Linked DNA regions of Gossypium hirsutum: region 2 is linked to region 1. Evidence: chromatin contacts called from public Hi-C data. All regions are on one chromosome and are shown on one strand. The core of a region is the stretch at or near the end of the contact, and the rest is flanking DNA. Distances in the headings are between cores, read along the strand shown.

Region 1 (5,893 bases), core at 3,079-5,578:
TAGCCATAAACTTTTGAAAATTTTCTTTGGTTAACGAACTGTTGGGTGAGCGAACAACTTATGCAACTGGGACCTCACCAGCTTCATCATCAGGATATTGTAGTGTGGTGAAATATGTGTTAACTCTCAATGATGTCTTTACAGGGACAAACTCAGGTAGTTTCCCGGATTTAGATTGTGCAAACAGTTAACAATTTTCGGGTATAACTTACGAGATAGTGACAGCATCCACTATTTCAGGGTGAGATACAAGTAGACCTTCAAGTTCTGCTGGTGCAATCTGGTGAGTAATTTATGAAGCAAATCAAAAGGCTTTAGTTTAGAAGCTGGAAACACATAAAATCATGCACATATTAACTTTGGGATCACCACAAAAAGACTAATATATAGATAGTTAAACCAGAACACTACAGCACAGGAACTGTCTATGCAACTGTAACTGTTACGTGAAAACGAGCATTCAACGTAGAACCAATTAGCAATTGAAATAAGTTACCTGGAAACCTTTGTACTTGATCAACTCCTTAATTCTGTCAACAACATAGAGATAACCGTTCTCATCAAAGTATCCAAGATCTCCAGTATGTACCCAACCCTTTTCATCTATTGTCTGTTTAGTTGCCTCAGGATTGTTGAAGTATCCTGAAAATAGAACTTGGAAATTGCAGTGTCAGAGAAAATAGCAGAAGTTATAACAGAAGTACAAGAAAATAAAAATCTATTGCATTCATACAAATACAGGTATAGGTAGATTACTATGTATTGACTAACCAATGACTGTTCATGATCCCGTAAAATAAATGTTCCAAACTAGAGGAACGTTATGGTAAAGCTTCATTTGAATGATGTGGTAGAAAGCAACATGCGAGTTGGAGGGCATGATTGGCTGTGGATGACGAAGCCCACCACTTTCCTTTAACCATTTAACTCTTGTGCCTAGCTTATTTAACTGTTAGCATATTATATGCACCTTTACTATATCACAAATCAAACTCTTAACAGACCAAAAATAAGGGTTATTAAGAATTTTACTGATCTACATATGAGATGCAAAGCTAGAAGTTATTGTTATCATATCAAAGAGTCTGAATGATTAGCATATACAAATAGCTGGATGTTATTTATACCAAAAGATCGATCTTCTTTTATTTGCACAGGAAAGAAGAAGCAAGTAACGTTACATTGCATCATATTAGGCCCTCGAACCCATATTTCCCCTAATTGTTTTGGAGGAAGAGGTTTTGGATTCTCTGTACTGACTATCTGAGCTTCAACACCTGGAGCAAGCAGTCCAGCTGAGCCAGTATGTCGGACACCAAATGCGAGATTCTCCATCGAGATAATTGCACAGGTTTCAGTCATTCCATAGCCCTGAAACCAACGAAAGCTTCATTAGGAGAAGGCAGGTTCTCTACTTCCAAGTTATTCCAAAAATCCAAAGAATCATGAACTTGGAACAACTTCCAAGCAAATACAATTACAAATCCTACTTCATATATGCTAACAGGCTAGTCACCATTCATTGGTTCCCATTAGAACGTTGCCCAAGATACCAATTTGGATTGAAAGCAACAGTGACTAACACAATATGGATATTTAACTGAACATTTTTATGCATGCAAAGGACCATATCAGCTTGCAGATTTGAAATGCTTTCCCCATTAAGACAACTAAATTACCTGCATAACAACTGCTTGAGGGAACTTCTTTGCACACTCCTCCATCAACTCTTTTCCCAAAGGTGCAGCACCAGAACCAATTTGCTTCAATGAGGAAAGATCAAACTTGTGAACCACATTCTGCTTAGCCATAGCAAGCACAATAGGAGGCACAACCCACAAATGGGTGGCTCTATACTTCTCCACATTCCTCAAAAACATCACAAAATCGAACTTCGCCATTGACACCAAAGCATTTCCCATCTGCAATTGCGCGTACACCATGACAGCCAATCCGAACACATGAAACATAGGCAAGATGCACAAGTAAACCCGGTGGATATCCCCTGCAAGTTCTTGATCCTTTGTCACCATCAAAGATGATGCAATGAAATTCCCATGTGTCAGAACAACACCTTTACTGAGTCCCGTCGTCCCCGAAGAGTAAAGCAGCACAGCTGTATTGGTCTGCTTGACGGAAACCGAGGGAAGCTCTGTTACGTTACCCGCTATATCAAGAAGATCATGAAAAGAAAGGATTTTTGGGGTGTTTTTTACATTAAATCCTCGTTGGTTCCGTTTAGAACCAAGGGAGATCAAAGGGATGTTGAAATCCTTAACTTTGTCGAACAATTCAGGGACGGTGACAACAAGCTTGGGGTTGGAATCTTTGAGTTGTTTCGAGAGTTCGTTAACAGTGTAATTGGGGTTGGCAGTTGTGGCAATGGCACCGATGGCTGTTATGGCAAAGAAACAAAGAGGGAATTGGACTGAATTGGGAGCAAAGATCAATACTCGGTCGCTTTTGTTGATACCCAGTTTTAGAAATCCATGGGAGAGCTTGATGACAGTGGATTTCAACTGAGAGAAAGTGAGGGTTTCCCCAGAATCTGCATCGATGAGCGCTGGTTTGTAAGGGTAACAAGACACATTCCTCAACAGAAACGAAACCATTGAAAGATTTGGTTCCTTGGGAAAATCTACCGGTGGCCTTAAAGACCTGTAAATCCCATCCCTTCCATACCCAGATTTCTCCATCAAAACCTGATCTTTGAGCTTTGATCCTTTCGTGATTTTTTTAGATAATGAAAAGCTGGAAGCTTGGAATGGATTAATAACAAAACAGAGTAAGGACTAACACTGTATGGAAGATCATTTGGTTGAAGAAGCATCGGTACGTGGGGACAAGTTGACGAGAAACAACACTAATGAGAAATGACCAATGTAGGACACGTGGACAAAATTAGGCAATAATTTCATGTTTTCAACCTACGGAAAATCATGTGGATATTTTCAGAGCTTGATTTCGTTATGCATCTGACTCAAATGAGGATCAAAAGGCTGGATTTATTAATACTTTTGAGTATACTAAATATTTTTTTCCCCTTCTTTTACAACCTTTTTCATGCTAAAAGTTTGGAAGAAAAGAAAAAGATGATTTGTAACTTTATTGAAAAAGTCCAATATTGTCTAATATGGAGTTCAGAGTTAAATTAATTATATTTTACTTTTTTTATTTAAAAATAAATAAATTTTTATATAATAGATTAAAAATAAATTTATTTTTTTGTTAAATTTTTTATTATTTATATTATTAAAAACGAGTCCTCATCATGAAATTCGCATGGCACGCCACCTCTCACCATCTGATTATTTTATGAGATATATTAGTTTTTAATAGTACAAATTAATAACATTTTTGACAAAAAATAATTAATTTTCTCTTCAATTAAACTGTATAAGCCCAAATGTGCCCAGGCCCAATAAAATTAACCCCAGCCCAATACCCTCCAATTTACCCAAGCCCATATCAGCCTAAAACCAAAAAAAAAAACCCCTAGCTTCTCTGCCTCAGCGCCGCAGCAAACTGGTGCCGCAACAGTAGCCACCATTCGCGCGAGTTGCGCCTCCACGCGCGCCACGCCTTGCACGCCGCACCTCCAGCAGTACCTCCAGCAACAAACACAAACAATACAGCAAAGAAAAGGGAACAAAACAGAATAGCAAAAATTGGGCAACAATATGCCAACAAAAAAAACAGAATAGATTTCTTTTAATTTTGTTTTTTCTTTTCCATTTCGGCTATTTAAAGCCGTGAAAAATCTGTAAAAAAGGGACGAAAATAGGGGGAAGATTTTTTTTTACGAAAAGAGAGACCGAAAGAAATACAAACACAAATAGGAAATTTTCTTTTTTGAAATACAAAGGTTTTCTTTTCTTTTTTCTCTCTCTGTTTTACTTCATTGTGGATTATCAATCTTTTATTTTTCATTTATACATATATATATTTGATTCTTTTTATATAGTTTCTCTTTTTTATTTATTTTTGCTTAATATATAAAGAAAAGAGAAAAGGGATCTTACCTCTTTCGTCGAACACGCCGGAGTGTTGCCATCTCCGTTCACGATCGGAGCGTTGGTGCAGGCGAACGGCGGCGCAAAAGGGGTAAAGAAAAACCCTAGCAGAGGGTTCTTGTTTTTTATTTTTTCCTTCTTACTGCTGCAAAATAGGATTGGTAAAACAATTTTTTTTTGTTTTAAATCATGTTTTAAACGCACCGTTTGGGGAGAGGGATTATTTCCATTTTGGCCCCCATGTAATGCGCGTGTGGCAGATTAGTCCTTCGTTTTATTTTAATTTCATTTATTGATTATTTTGTGTTTTTTTTTTGCAATTCGGTTTTTTTAATTTTTTTACTTTTATCATATTATTATATTATTTATTATCACTTATTATTTCTATATTTATACTCATATATAGTATATATACATTTTTTAAAAACTTTTATAAATACATACATATATTTTTGTACATACAAACATATTTTTTATAATATAGATATGCTTTTATATTTTAGTTTCTTTTCTACTTTTGTAAATATGATTTCACGCATATTTCCATATATATTTTATATATTATTCTTCATATTTTTTTTTTCAAATGTATATATATAAATATACATGTACATTTTAAAATATACATATATTTCCTATATATTATAATTTAAAATATACATTCATTTTTATAGTATATAGATTTACATTTTTTTTCCTGAAACATTTTCATTATTCTATATATATTCCGTTACTTGTATACATATTGTACATATATAAGTATTTTAATATACATATACATATTTTCATGATTTACCAATACATACACTTATATATTTTTTATTTTGTAAATATATACACATATACATACCTTTTTTTTTATTTTCACGATTTTCAAATACATATACATGCATTTTTATTAGTTTTTTTTATCGGGATATTTTTCATTCCTTCTTTTTATATGTATACTTGTATATGTGTGTTAAATATATGCACACACATATTTTCAAATTTACTTGTATGTTGTGCTTAAATTTATATATTTTGTAAATACTCATACATGTATATTTTAAAGTGAAGTATTTGTTTTATATTGTACATTAACCTTTTAACATATCCTTTGAGAAATATATTTTGGTTTCGTCAATATATCAAAATCATTTTCCCTTGATTCAAAGTTTTTTTTTGAATAAAAGCAATATTCAAAGTTTGAGATTTTCGAGAAAATTGAGTCCTAACGTATTGGGTTTCGATTTTCTTGGTTAATCTTAAATAACCGAGAATATTCTTTATCCAAAATGTATGAGCATAAAAATCATTTTCGGGAACTTAACTTGTTGTGTCCTAATGTATTGGGCATGATATATTGCTTTCTCAAAATAAAGATTTTCGCATAAAATAAAAATGATATTCAAAGTTCGGGGATTTTAAGAAATTGTACCCTAACGTATTGGGACTCGATTTCTTTACATGACTTGAACAATTGATTATCTTTTTTAGATTTCATCATTTGAGTTGTTTTTAAAAATATATTTCAGCCCTTAACATTAAGACATTAAATAATCAATTTGGTACCAATTTTGGGTGTTACGAGGGTGCTAACCCTTCCTCGTGCGTAACCGACTTCCAAACTCGTTTCTCAAAATTCATAGACCAAAATAATTTTTAAGGTGAGCCGATCACACCTTAATGAAGGATCGGTGGCGACTCTAGTTTTATCTTTAAAGTCGACAACAAAATTTTTTGTTTTCAAAAAACGGTTTCGACATTAACCAATAAAATTTAATTTCTCATATTCTAAGTAAAAAAAAAACAATTTAACTAACTCACTTTTACCATAAATTTTCTTTCTTAACATTTAAACTTAAATTAATAAAAGAAAAAAAAAACAAAAATTCAAT
Region 2 (5,688 bases), core at 993-3,492, 140 kb after region 1:
TTCCCTTTTGTTTTGTTTTTGTTAAGAAGGGTCGTAGAAAATAAACAAAAAATAAAAAAAACAATAAAATAAATAAAAAACACAAGAACAGAGAAAAAAAAGAAAAGAAGCACTGGGTTAACCTTTTTTTTTAAGCTTTTGGATCTGCTTTTTTTTTTATTAACTAGTTGTAAAAGAAGAGAAAAATACAGAAGTAGTGTCTGGCTTTTATAGCCAATCTGTTTCTATTTTTTTCCTATTATTTTTGCTGCTTGCGTGTTCTCCTCTATTTTGCAGGGTTGCTGGAGCAGGTGGGCAAAGGGTAGGTGCGGCGCTGGACATGACGGTGGCGTAAAAGACTGAGGGTCAGAAGACCCTAGGTATGGCGCCTAGGGTTCTTTGTTTTCTGCTGGGGTTTTTTCTTGTTTTGGGTTTTGGGCTGAGGTATTGGGTAGTTGGGCTTTGTTGTAATGGGTTGTTTGGGTTGGTTATTGGGTAGGTTTTTAAGTGTGTTTTATTTGTAATGGGCACCGGGCAAAATGAGCTTGTACATTAATAATTTAATATTTCCAACTAAAAATCGAAGTGATCTCAACTTAATCAAAATGACTAGACTTTAAGTACTAAACTTGAGTGAGAAAACCCAAAATGACCTTAAAAAATATAACAATTTAAACCCTAAAATAATATAACCTAACTAAAATAACCCTAAACTTTAAAACTCAAATAAGTTACAACTCCTATTCGGGATTCATGGCTGCTACTCCCAACTATATTATCTTCAAGATTCGAACATATATTCTCCCATTGGGAGTGGAATGTGCTTTACCATTGCACCCAACCACTTGTTGATTTCAAACTCAAATTTTAGTATCCACATTAATTTTAATTAAGCTATAAACCTTAGTACATTTAGATTTTGCATCATATTTTTATTTTATTATATTAATTTTAAATTTTTATACTTTAATTTTTTTTGATAAATTATACATTGTTTTTGGTACAGAAAATTAAAATCTAGCTCTCCCATGCTCGCGGGCATCAACATGCAGCAAAGGTAGAAGGCTAGTCGGCGAACTATGCAAGCGGACGAGGCCATCCATACCTTCATGAGACAAAGCGATGTGGTAAGCACATCGGTAGCCTTCCCGAAGAATGCGGCGAACCTCCACCTTCCATCCCTTTTGTATAAATGCTAAACAATCTCCAACATATAGTACTCAACATATGTTCACTTTCGTAAATTTTCGCAAGACCAAGACAGCAGTTGCACTACCCATAACGCATCCAACTCGTTAATCAGTCGTGCTACCCTTAAGTCCTTGGCCAACCGCAAACTCTCCCGAACATCTCATAACTTTTTTTTTTGTTCAACGACCACCCCCACAACATTGCCTATAAGCTATCACGTATGTTGCATGAGCTTTTATGTGTTTAAATTTAAATTAATTTTCAAATAACGTATTTTTAATTGTTGTATTACCCATTGATAATGATAATTTCTCTTAATTTTTAAATAATATATAAATTTAAAATTATATAAGAAAGTAAACTATAATGTTAATTTGGGGAAAATTTTAAAAATTGGTAAAATAACATGTAACAATTTTTAATTGCTGTGTTACCCATCATTGTTGTATTCAAGTAATAAATCTTTTTTGGCATAATGCCTAAATTTACCTATAGCCCCTCTTTAATTCATAAATAGGAGAATAACGCGTTTCAGCACGCTCAAACCCCCGTCTTCCTGTATTAACAACATGCTCATACCGATCGAGTTAAGACTCAATCGGCTTACTCCCTAATATTTAAAAACTAGAAACTAAGTTTTACTGACTAATAGATCAAATTATAGTTTTGGTCCTTTTAATTTTATTAATTTTTGAGATTTAATCTTTATATTTTAATTTGACATAATTTGATTAACTTATTTTATTATTATTTACTCCAAAATGTGAAGACATGTCTTTAAAAAATAATAATATGTCAACAAATGCTTAAAAGTGTTTTAAAAAAATATCATTCAATTAACTCGATCTAATAAAAAAATTACATGTTAATCAAATACTTAACAGTGTTATTTTAAAAAATTTCATATGATCACTTTAACGAAAATAATTAATTACAGTAATATTTTGGGCTAATTAATAATATTATTAAAATAAAAACTAAATTATAAATAAAAATAAATTACATAGACTAAATTTGAAATTTTAGCAAAGTAGACATGAGTCCTTCTTCTAATGGACTTCAAAGCAAAGAAGGGGGGGGGGGCTCTGTTTTATGGACTCTTTGTCGTTTTGACCCAAAAACCCTGAAAATTTTGGTCCAGCAGTAACTGCTAAACCCTTTGATGAAAGCCATTTACATCTTTAAAATCGCTCACTGCTAAACTTGTTTCTGGTTTTGGCGCTAATTGAAATAAATTGGAAAAGAGTAACAGTTAAACGAAGCTTTTCCCTCTTAGGGTTTGCTTCTTCTTCTTCTTCTTCTTTTCCTTAGCTACAGACAATCGGAGATGATGGACATTGATGAACCACTTGATTTTGAAGTAGAAGATTCTCTTCTTATTAACCCTGTTGTTCCCAGCAAAAGGTTTTCACCTGTTACCCATATTTTTAAATTATTCTCTTTCAATAAATTTCTCTATTATATTCTTAATCTTTCTTTTGTTTCATGTTTTGATACAATTTACCGGTTTGGGTTGCTAGGGTTTTTTTTTCTTTTTCGGTTTGGATTTTAAGTTAATGAGGTTGATTGAGAACCCATCAGTTTGAACATGGTTCGCTTCCTTAAAGATAATAGCTTTGTTAATATTTTTTTATGAATTTAATAAGATTTTAGAACCTATTTACTTTATTATGCTTTTGCTTTCCCATTTTTGCCAAAGGAGAATTGCTTTGAGCATTTCCAATGAATTTGAGCTGCTTACTATGTTCTTTTTTTTTTATATTAATCATGCAGTTCTATTTGATTCTTTGTAGTAACGTGTACTGTAAAAATGGTTTTTAGGAAAAACCTTATGGGACTGGATGAGCTTTTGACTGAACACTACAAGGAACAAAGCAAACTTATTGAGAATGAAGCCAGGAAACAGGCAAAAGCTCGGAAATGTTATGTGTCTGATGATGAGGATAAGAATTGCAAAGAAGCTATGCTTGCAAGTCTTCTCGATGATTGCCAAAAACAGGCATAAAAACAACCTTTTTCTTTTTCTCATTGCTCTCATTTTGTGATGCATTCTGTGTTTGTTTCATTTTAAGTTGACTGAAAGTAAATGTATTTTTCTTTTATAGATGAAAGCAATTCATAGCGTAGAAGAGATGTCTGAATGGGGCTTATGTGTCTTCGGGGAGCAGGTTTTCTCGTAAATAACATTAGTTTATCATGCTTGACATTGTGCTTTCCAACTAGTGGAAGAACTTCTTTCACAAAACTTGATATTTCAAGTGACTGAAAATTCTTTATTTTTGGTTTCTTTGTTCAATTTACAGAAGACTATACCACCTCTATCTTTTCCTGAGCTTGGAAATTGGTCAATTTTGCAGTCTTTCATGAATAATGAGCTCAACTCTCTGGTGGGGCTTACTAAAGAGAAAGGTCCTTCACTTTTTTGTACTTGCTTTCTCATATCCTTTTTTTTGGTAAATATATTTCTCCATTTAGTTTTGGATTGCAGATTGCATCAATTCTAGTTTCCATAATATGCATTTTGTTCGGTGAGAAGAAACATTCTTGCATGTATCACTGACCTCTTTCATGCATTCTTTTAGGGTGCACTTTCCTTGAAGGGTTATTGAAAAATGGATGGCTCTTAAAATTGATATTTAAATGTGGCTGTGTAGAAAAATCACTAGCTACATGGACCTTTTTCTTAAGTGAGTATATCCATTACCTTTGGCCCTAGCTTCTTCCTTTAATGGCCAGTGGATGCTTATTTTGTGCTTATCTATTGCTTCTGTCAGTGCTATATTCATCAAAAGAGGAGTTGAGGTCGTCTGCTTGTGAGTTTTGGTGTGCCATTCTTTCATCAAAAATTCAGGTGAACAGATGTTTATCTGCAATAGCTGAAAATAAATTTTGATGTACGTAAAATGAGTATTTCTTATGAATTGGTTATTTGAAAATCTTATCCAGGTTGGCATGCAACCCATTGAAATTGACTGGTACCCCAGCTATCCTGAATTAAAGAGTGCCCTTGAAACATATGGGTTTCTTTTCAATTTTTCATCCAATATATCCGCTGAAAATAGTAAGCTCTTCAGTCTCTTTTCCCGCTTCTAGTCCATTTCGTTTAGCACTTAAATTGATTCATCCTCGATCTTCTATAGGCCATGATCACGCATCTTCTACACATCAAGTTAGGATTATTGATGTTGTTGGCAGAAAGTTTGCTTTTATAGTTTAACCATTATGAACTATTACTTTTTCAGATTACGTATTGTTTTCTCAAATCTAATTCTTCTGTTAGTTTCTTAAGGACAAGATCCAGTTGGTACAGTTGATTATACATGGTATAAAGCTTTACTGCTAATACCTAATACACATTGTTTGTTTGCCTGCCATCCTTTTCTTTTACATGTATTTTTGCCTTCTTTCCTGATCTTACATTCAATGACTCAATTTTTGAACTCTGGTCATCTGACTTCGCATACACTATGTATTGTGATTTCTTTTCTTCCCTTGTTCAATATATTGAATTCAATTGTTTAGATCTATAGTTAACACACTTGAGGTCAATGCCTCACCCGAGTTGTGGCCTGTTCCTTTCTTCCTTTTTAATCAATAATAACGGACTGTTTGATTTCATATCTTTCTCACATAAAATTTGGTGCTTAGGTTCTGGTTGTAAAGGGCCACCTCAAAATATCATAACCTGGATCAAATTTACTGCTGTTTATTGTCAAGTAAGGTACGTGACAGTGGGGTTCTAATATCAAAAGTGTGTGAATACTTTCATTTGAAGCTGCCTAGGTTCTTTGGGTTTGTCTATAAGATGAATGCGACTGTTAGTGGTAATTAATGCCCAACATGTAATATAGAAATGTTGAATGGCTGCCGCATATTTCCCAAGTGTTTTGAGATTAACAAAATTTTGTGATGTATGGTTTGCTCCCTAGTGTTGTATATTACTGTGAGATTGACCACCTATGGAAATAGAAATCGTGTATTGGCTTTCATGCAAGTTGAATTTTCAATATTATGTGATAACAGTTACTCCTTGTTCTCAAATATTGCTGATTTTGAAGTTCAGTATGACATTATTCTCCTTTCAGGTGTAATAAGCAGTCTATCCTTTTGACTTCAGACTGTCAAGAGCTAGCGGAAGTTATCCTTTGTCTATTCTTAGACCGGCGACTTGAAGGTCTCTCCGTTCTTATGAGGAACTGTATGCAATCAATTATCAGTTCATTCACAGAAGAAGAATGGATTAACAGCTACTCTAGAATAGCGAAATCTATTGCCTCAAGGTTATTATTCTTTAGTGATGGTTTCTTAGCCCAACCCTTCCCACCCCAACATTGCTCACTCAATGCTTGAGTGCATATTGTCGATTGCATTAACTTTCATTTTGCTGTTTCCTTTTTCTACTTTCTTGCTTATGCTTGCCTCACATGAATGCAGAGTTCCTACAGACTTGAACTGCTTGCGAGCAGTGCAATGCATTTCAGGAGTTGATCCTCGTACCAAACATCTCAAAAGCGTTGT

The links. Hi-C and Micro-C count contacts between places; a contact is called where the count stands out from the background.
Region 2: a Hi-C map of leaf shows a contact between it and region 1, with 1.4 times the contacts expected there. The contact joins the promoter of LOC107927035 here to the promoter of LOC107927147 in region 1. A contact is called at or near these places in 2 of 34 Hi-C or Micro-C datasets (both in leaf).

What each region holds. Positions count from the first base shown.
Region 1 is chrD03:49,730,021-49,735,913 of Gossypium_hirsutum_v2.1, forward strand. It overlaps LOC107927147 (4-coumarate--CoA ligase-like 7), which reads right to left and starts at 4,329. Exons shown (of 7, transcript XM_041090398.1): 1 at 4,023-4,329; 2 at 1,680-3,608; 3 at 1,128-1,371; 4 at 497-654; 5 at 213-280; 6 at 1-81. The coding sequence starts at 2,696. The coding sequence ends at 75.
Region 2 is chrD03:49,870,634-49,876,321 of Gossypium_hirsutum_v2.1, forward strand. It overlaps LOC107927035, which reads left to right and starts at 2,243. Exons shown (of 13, transcript XM_016858002.2): 1 at 2,243-2,574; 2 at 2,992-3,169; 3 at 3,276-3,338; 4 at 3,474-3,579; 5 at 3,753-3,857; 6 at 3,945-4,021; 7 at 4,117-4,231; 8 at 4,819-4,891; 9 at 5,256-5,450; 10 at 5,605-5,688. The coding sequence starts at 2,498.